Linked DNA regions of Mus musculus: region 2 is linked to region 1. The links are chromatin contacts, called in public HiChIP or PLAC-seq maps. All regions are on one chromosome and are shown on one strand. Each heading gives the region's core, a stretch centred on a gene start, on an enhancer-like site or on the middle of the called end of the contact. The rest is flanking DNA. Distances are from core to core; before and after follow the strand shown.

Evidence for each region. HiChIP or PLAC-seq counts read pairs in DNA pulled down with a chosen protein or histone mark.
Region 2: an H3K4me3 HiChIP or PLAC-seq map of embryonic stem cells shows a contact between it and region 1, with 2.8 times the contacts expected there. The contact joins the enhancer-like site here to the promoter of Mybl1 in region 1. A contact is called at or near these places in 2 of 39 promoter capture datasets (neutrophils and second pharyngeal arch cranial neural crest), 1 of 484 Hi-C or Micro-C datasets (the N1E-115 cell line), 3 of 115 datasets of contacts at active chromatin or transcription factors (embryonic stem cells, large pre-B cells and stem cell-derived neural progenitor cells) and 2 of 9 other capture datasets (adipose tissue and liver).

Annotation. Positions count from the first base shown.
Region 1 is chr1:9,698,687-9,701,503 of GRCm38.p6, forward strand. Mybl1 (myeloblastosis oncogene-like 1) reads right to left here and starts at 1,523. Exons shown (of 15, transcript NM_001290397.1): 1 at 1,249-1,523. The coding sequence starts at 1,268.
Region 2 is chr1:10,084,215-10,087,256 of GRCm38.p6, forward strand. It overlaps Cspp1 (centrosome and spindle pole associated protein 1), which reads left to right. Exons shown (of 30, transcript NM_026493.3): 12 at 1,533-1,738. Among named protein-coding and RNA genes, the nearest start is that of Cspp1, 48 kb to the left of the region's middle. Within about 2 kb of position 1,672, at least 14 of the 459 cell types and tissues checked have an H3K27ac peak or open chromatin away from gene starts, as enhancers often do. A contact at or near this core is called in embryonic stem cells, where this site is marked.

The DNA of each region.
Region 1 (2,817 bases), core at 273-2,772:
CCAGAGATATGTGGCACCATCTGTAAACAGTTTTGGTTGTCCTGACTGTAGGAAAAAGGGCTACTGTCTTCTACTGAGTAAAGGTAAAGGTGCTGCTAAAAACCCCTACAACTACCTCATCCAAAATGATAAAAGACCAAGGTAGTGTGCCTGTGGGTGTATGCGTATATGCACACTTGTTCCACTTCAATGTTCAATCTATTCTGCAGCCACTTTATATAAAGTAATTATGTCATAATTAAATTTATGTTGATATCTGCAGAACCAACCTACATATAGAAGAATATATGAATAAAGCCAAGTATTTTATGCGTAGTTATTTTAAATCAAACTCTGCAATGAATGACTCTCAGTACTAAATTTCAGCTCAGGGAATATGACTCTTAGATTTTGAAGCTGTGTATCTAGATAAATGGAAATTCTGAGAAATACTTTTCAGGTTTCCTTAATACTGAAAATCGAGACACTAGATTTTTTTGTCATCTGATTATGCCACACAATTTAGGAGTAGCTATTACAATAGCATAAAATAAAAGTTAGGTGCATAAAGACATCCTAGCACATCTTTCTACAACAACAACATTGTGTCCTACTTGTTACAATGCCGATACAATCAGAATCAAACATGAATACTTGAGATACAAAGTAACTAAGACACATTGGTTTAGGATCAAGTTTACTCGATAGTAACAACGTAACAATGTCCTCAGAAGATACTAAGAAAAAGAAAAGCTCAGAAGAGCAGTGCGCACAAGGGAGATTTAGCGAATTCCCTTCTCAAGATTTCCCAGAACCGTGCCCGCCCAGGTTTGTCAAGGAGATCTGTTTTGATTTGGCACGATTAAGTCAGAGGAGAGAACCCCATTTCAAGTCATCCAGGCAAACACAACCGCTTCCCCTGGCGTGGCGTATCCCCTGACAGTGGGCAAACTTACCTGGCAAGAAACCTCCCTGAAAGTGGCTGTGAGAAGTTAGAAGTCTGGGCGTGAGCTGTGGGAGAATCCGTCAATGCAGCAACCTGAGCATTTGTTAGAGAGAGTCCTACACACAGTCGTCTAATAATGATGGAGTCTAATAATGATAGATGCTCTCAGGCCAGCGCGGCCGAAGCGGGTGTGGGACACCCACCGAACAGGAAAACCTATGCCCCCCAGGCTCGAGAGGGCCTAAGTGGGGACCAGCAGGAAAGGACAGAGAGCAAGAGTCGAGACAGGGCCGCTAGGCCGGGTCCGAGGGGATGGCACCCACCTGCGCGACCTCTTCGCCATCCTTCAAGTACCGCATAGGCGCGGGCTGGGCGGGGACGCGGGGTCAGCCTCCTCCAGCCTGGGGCCAATGCTCCCTCTCCGAGACCCACCCGCCGCTTCCCCAACTCCTTCCCTCAGGTGACCGAGAGCGGAAAGCAGGCCCGGTCAGGTCAGGGCCAGGCGGGACTGAGGGACAGAGGGGCGGACCAAGACCCACTGCTCCTAGCCGCGGCCGGGCCCGGCCAGGGATGCCCTGGACATGTCAGGAGGCGTGCTCCCGCCCGCCGCCGCCCCGCCCGCCGCCGCCGCCTCCGCCTCAGAGCTGCCGGCCCTGCGCCGCTCCGTCACGGGCGCCGACCCCCGCCCTCTCCCCGCAGCGAGCAGCACTGCAGCACTCGCAGCCTCCTGCAGGGTTTTGTCCGCACCGCCGAATCTCGCGCCCAGCCTCCCTCAAGAGCCGCCGTTTGAATCTGCGCACGCGGCCCCGAACCTCATTGGCTGGGGCGGCCGCGCGCAGGGGGGCGGGGGCGGGGCGGCGAGGGCGCGCGCGGCAGAGGGCGGGGCCGGCGGGGCTAGAAGCCAGGATTGGAACTCGCGGGAGTCCCGGAGCGCCGTGGAGCCGGGGGAGGGGCGGGGCGGGATGGGGGAGGCGCGAGGCCGGTTCACGGGCCGAGGTGACAGGACACGGAACGCGGGGTGAGCCACCCAGTGGGGCGCGGAGATTGCTGGGAAGGCGAGTTTCTGCGCCCCGGGTGTGTGCCGGAAGAGGCGCCGGGGCCGATCCAGCCGCCGCCACCTCCGGAGGGGTGCGGAGCGTGCCTCTGGGGCGGGGACAGTCGGGGTCCTGGGCAGGGGAGGACCTCGCGGGCGCTAGTTCGCGCTGTGAGTCTCGCCACTTAAGGGCGCGGTCATCTACTTAACCTTCTAGCCAGGAAACTTGCGCGGCCGTTATTTTCTTAAGCATGTGTGAGTTAGTTCTGCGCCGAAAGGACAAGGAAACTGGCCAAGACCCTGTTGTTGTGTCTTTTGTTTTCCCCAGAGATGAATAAAAGTGTGATAAGTGGGGAGTTGTTATCTCGAGGCTTGCGTGGAACGGGAAAAGGTTGATAGTGCTCCAGAAGCTCAACCTCGTACTCCGTCTACAAAGGGGGCGGGATGCTCTTCGCGGGGAACCCAGAGTCCCGGAGGTGCGCCTGAAAGCTGGAGTAACTGAAATCTTGCATAGGGGAAGGGGCCTCTTACAGTTGCAACTTCTCAACAGTTACACGGTTAAAGAAGCATACAAGGAGATTATTAACTACAGTAGCGATTAGACACGGCGAAGAGCCCAAATTTGCAAGACACCATGCTCTACTGCATAGAGTGATGAACCACAGATCAATGTTGTTACAAACTGACATTTTTTGCTATTTTGAAACTGTACGCATCGTCTTTTGCAAATCAGAGATACAGGTGCAAATACAAATCAAGATGAGCTTGCAATTCAAAACAACCAGGTAGATACACACTCGCTTTTAAAAAAAAAATAACTTCCTTTTTCTCAAGATATATTTTGGGAAGGAAAAGCACT
Region 2 (3,042 bases), core at 422-2,921, 390 kb after region 1:
TGTTAATTATTATTCAGATATAGATAACTTACTGATCGACTTAAGTATGTGTGCCTTGGGTTATTTGCTTTAAAATTTGGTGCTGGGGTGATGGCGTAGCTCAGTTGTGCGTGTTCCTGAGATGTGCAGAGCCTGGTTCAGTCACCAGAGGCTGCTGGCCCTCGTGTTTTATTCTGCTCCAGTGTGCTTCTTTTTGTGTTTCTGACTATTCCTGTCATACACATTTTAACCTTACAAGTCAATCCTGACCCAGGATGGATCATATTCTTTTTATAGCTGCTTGAGGAGCTGAGGCCTCTGTGGGCTACAGAGTAAGTTTACAGTGAGTCTGGCATCTTAATAAGGCTCACAAAGTAAAGTAAACAGCAAACCAAGGGAATGTAAAGGATCAGTAGCTCAGTGGGGAGCTGCTGCTTAGCAGGGTGAGGCCTTACACTTAATCCCTGGTTCCCAGTAACAGGGAGGAAACACCCTTCCCGAAAGTATGGCCTGCAGGGGGAAAAAAGGGTCCAAAGGTAATTCTTTTTTGTTTCTCATTAAATACCTTTAAAGTAGCCATTGCAATAAAAAATTAGCTTTTCGAAACTTGAGCTTTTTAGTATAATACATTGGCATGTTAAATTTTACAGTATATCGTAGATCTTATTTATTCTGGAATTGAATCACCTAAAGAGTGTCAAGTTGAATAAATATGCATTAGAGGGAATACTTAAATATCATTTAATAAATTTATTAAATTATGAATTATAGTTTTAGTAATTATATAATGATCTATGTTAACAAGTTTATACAACCATATTATTTTATAAATTTATAAAAGAATCATACAAATATGTAAATTATATTCCTATAATTAAATATATGTTATAATAACTTTATATGATAATTATAAAATTTAAAACTGTAGATTAATAAATTTATAAATTATTTTATAGTCTGTAGTAGAACTTATTTATTCTGGAATTGAATCACCTAAAGAGTGTCAAATTGAATAAATCTGTATTAGAGGGAGTAGTTAAAGATTATTTAAGATTTAAAAATTCCATAAAATGATATTCTTGAGTAAAGATTAGTGAGCAGCTCTGGCCTACCCTGTTGTGGCTTTTTTGTAAATTCGTTCTTATTGTGGCACAGCTTCCTTCAGTGCTCACATGATTGTTGTAGGGAGACTGAGGCCTGCAAAGCCTTCCCTAGTGGGTCTCCCAAGTAGCAACTGAGGAGAGATGTGCTGCTGCTGCTGCTGCTGTCTAAGAGAGAGACCTGCGCGGGAGTTCACAGCTGCCTGGACTTGTTCTTTATCCATGTACTGATCATGAGCCTGCAGGTGACTTACCTGCTTCTCGGCAGTCTCAGTTTCCTGCTTATAAAATAAGAAGCAGATCTTTAAGGTCTTTTTTAGCTGTAAAATTTTGCTGTTCTGTGACTGTCTTAAGTGCCTGCTGGGGTCCTTGGAGGTCCTTGTCACCCTTAAACTTATGATTCTATGTAACAAACAGGTTCTTTTTTTTTTTTTGTCTTTTTCTTTATTGTAGCCTGATAGACTAAAGCAGTTTAGTTTGACACCAAGACACTTTGAAGAGATGCCACCTGAGAGGCCCAGAGTAGCTTTCCAGACACCTCCCCCTCCCTTCTCTGCCCCGTCTAGCCCATCCGTCCCACCAGTTCATTCCGCCCCTTCTCACAATGAAGACTTGCACAGTGGACTCGGCAGCACCCTTGGTGAACTGGCGCATCCCAGGTGCTTGTTTAAATGTTTGTCTTTGGGAATTAGGGTAGGCCGCGTGTGCTCCACCTTACAAGGGTGTGCTGCTGCAGATGATGCTTCCGAGATGCCTCAGGGCCATGAGCAACTTCGCTGAGGAGTTTTTTTCTTCTTCATTGTTATTGATACTTCTTCTCTGCTGTTAGAAAAAGGAGAAATCTTCAATGTTTTTATCATTTACTATTTTTAAAATGAATTAGTAACTACATGTTAGTATAAGGTATGCATTGTTCAGTTATTTCCACTTGGCAATCATTGAATTGTTTCTTCAGCTTATTCCAAAAAATTTACTAATCTGGTACATGTCTGTCTGGCTTAACAGTTTTCTCTGGGCTTACTCTTGGGCTGTTGGGATTATAACCCTGGATTTCATATTGAACATGTCATTTCTATAGGGAAAACACATTATGCTAATCTATATATAATAGAAACCCTGTAACACGAATATTTTCTGGCCTGTAATTATTAATATACTAATTATAGGAATATCTTTACATTTGTAGATGTTTTTCTTAATCTTCTAATACATTTCTGAGATATCTTTCAGCAGGACTTGGTCTTTTATTTGTTACTAACAAACTGTGGGGCTTTTCTTACAGCCTTTCTCAGGTACTTCCTTCATTTTCTTCAATGGCTTCCCTACTCCAAAGGCTGAGAGACTGGAATTAGAGAGCCACAGTGCTTTCTGTTGTGGGTTAGAGGCTGGAGTAGTCGGCTTCACTGGACTTTATGCAAAAAAGTTTTCTCATTTGTAAAAGGTGATGGTAGTACTTGACATAGTTAGAGGGCTGATGTAAACATTAGTTTTCTATGTATAGATACAATTTAGGAGTTGCTGATAATAGATTGTTTTCATAACAGTTACTCAGGTTGTTTTTGCTGGCGTCTGCACTGATGATGGTGAGGTTAGACTCACTGACTGACCAATAACGTGTGGAACCGCTGCCTACCGAAGAGACTTTGGTGTTACCTCAGCCCTCAGATTCTTTAAGGCAAAATATGTTAATGTTTGAGTAAAAAAACCTAGAGTCTCCCCTTTTTCTTTGTTTATCTAAAGTTATTTGCCTTTGCCATTTCTATTAGTGAAGAGTAAATCCTGTGCTGGTAGAAGCACATTTGCTCCTCAGTGAGGAAATGTGGAAGGACAAGGTTTTATACATTTTAAATTTATGAACTCTTAAATATATCAGGGCCATATGGATTCTCAAGTAGCCACATTGTGGTTTAACTTTCTGTGAAAAAGCAGTAGGTTTTACATATAAAAAATATACCCTTTGGGT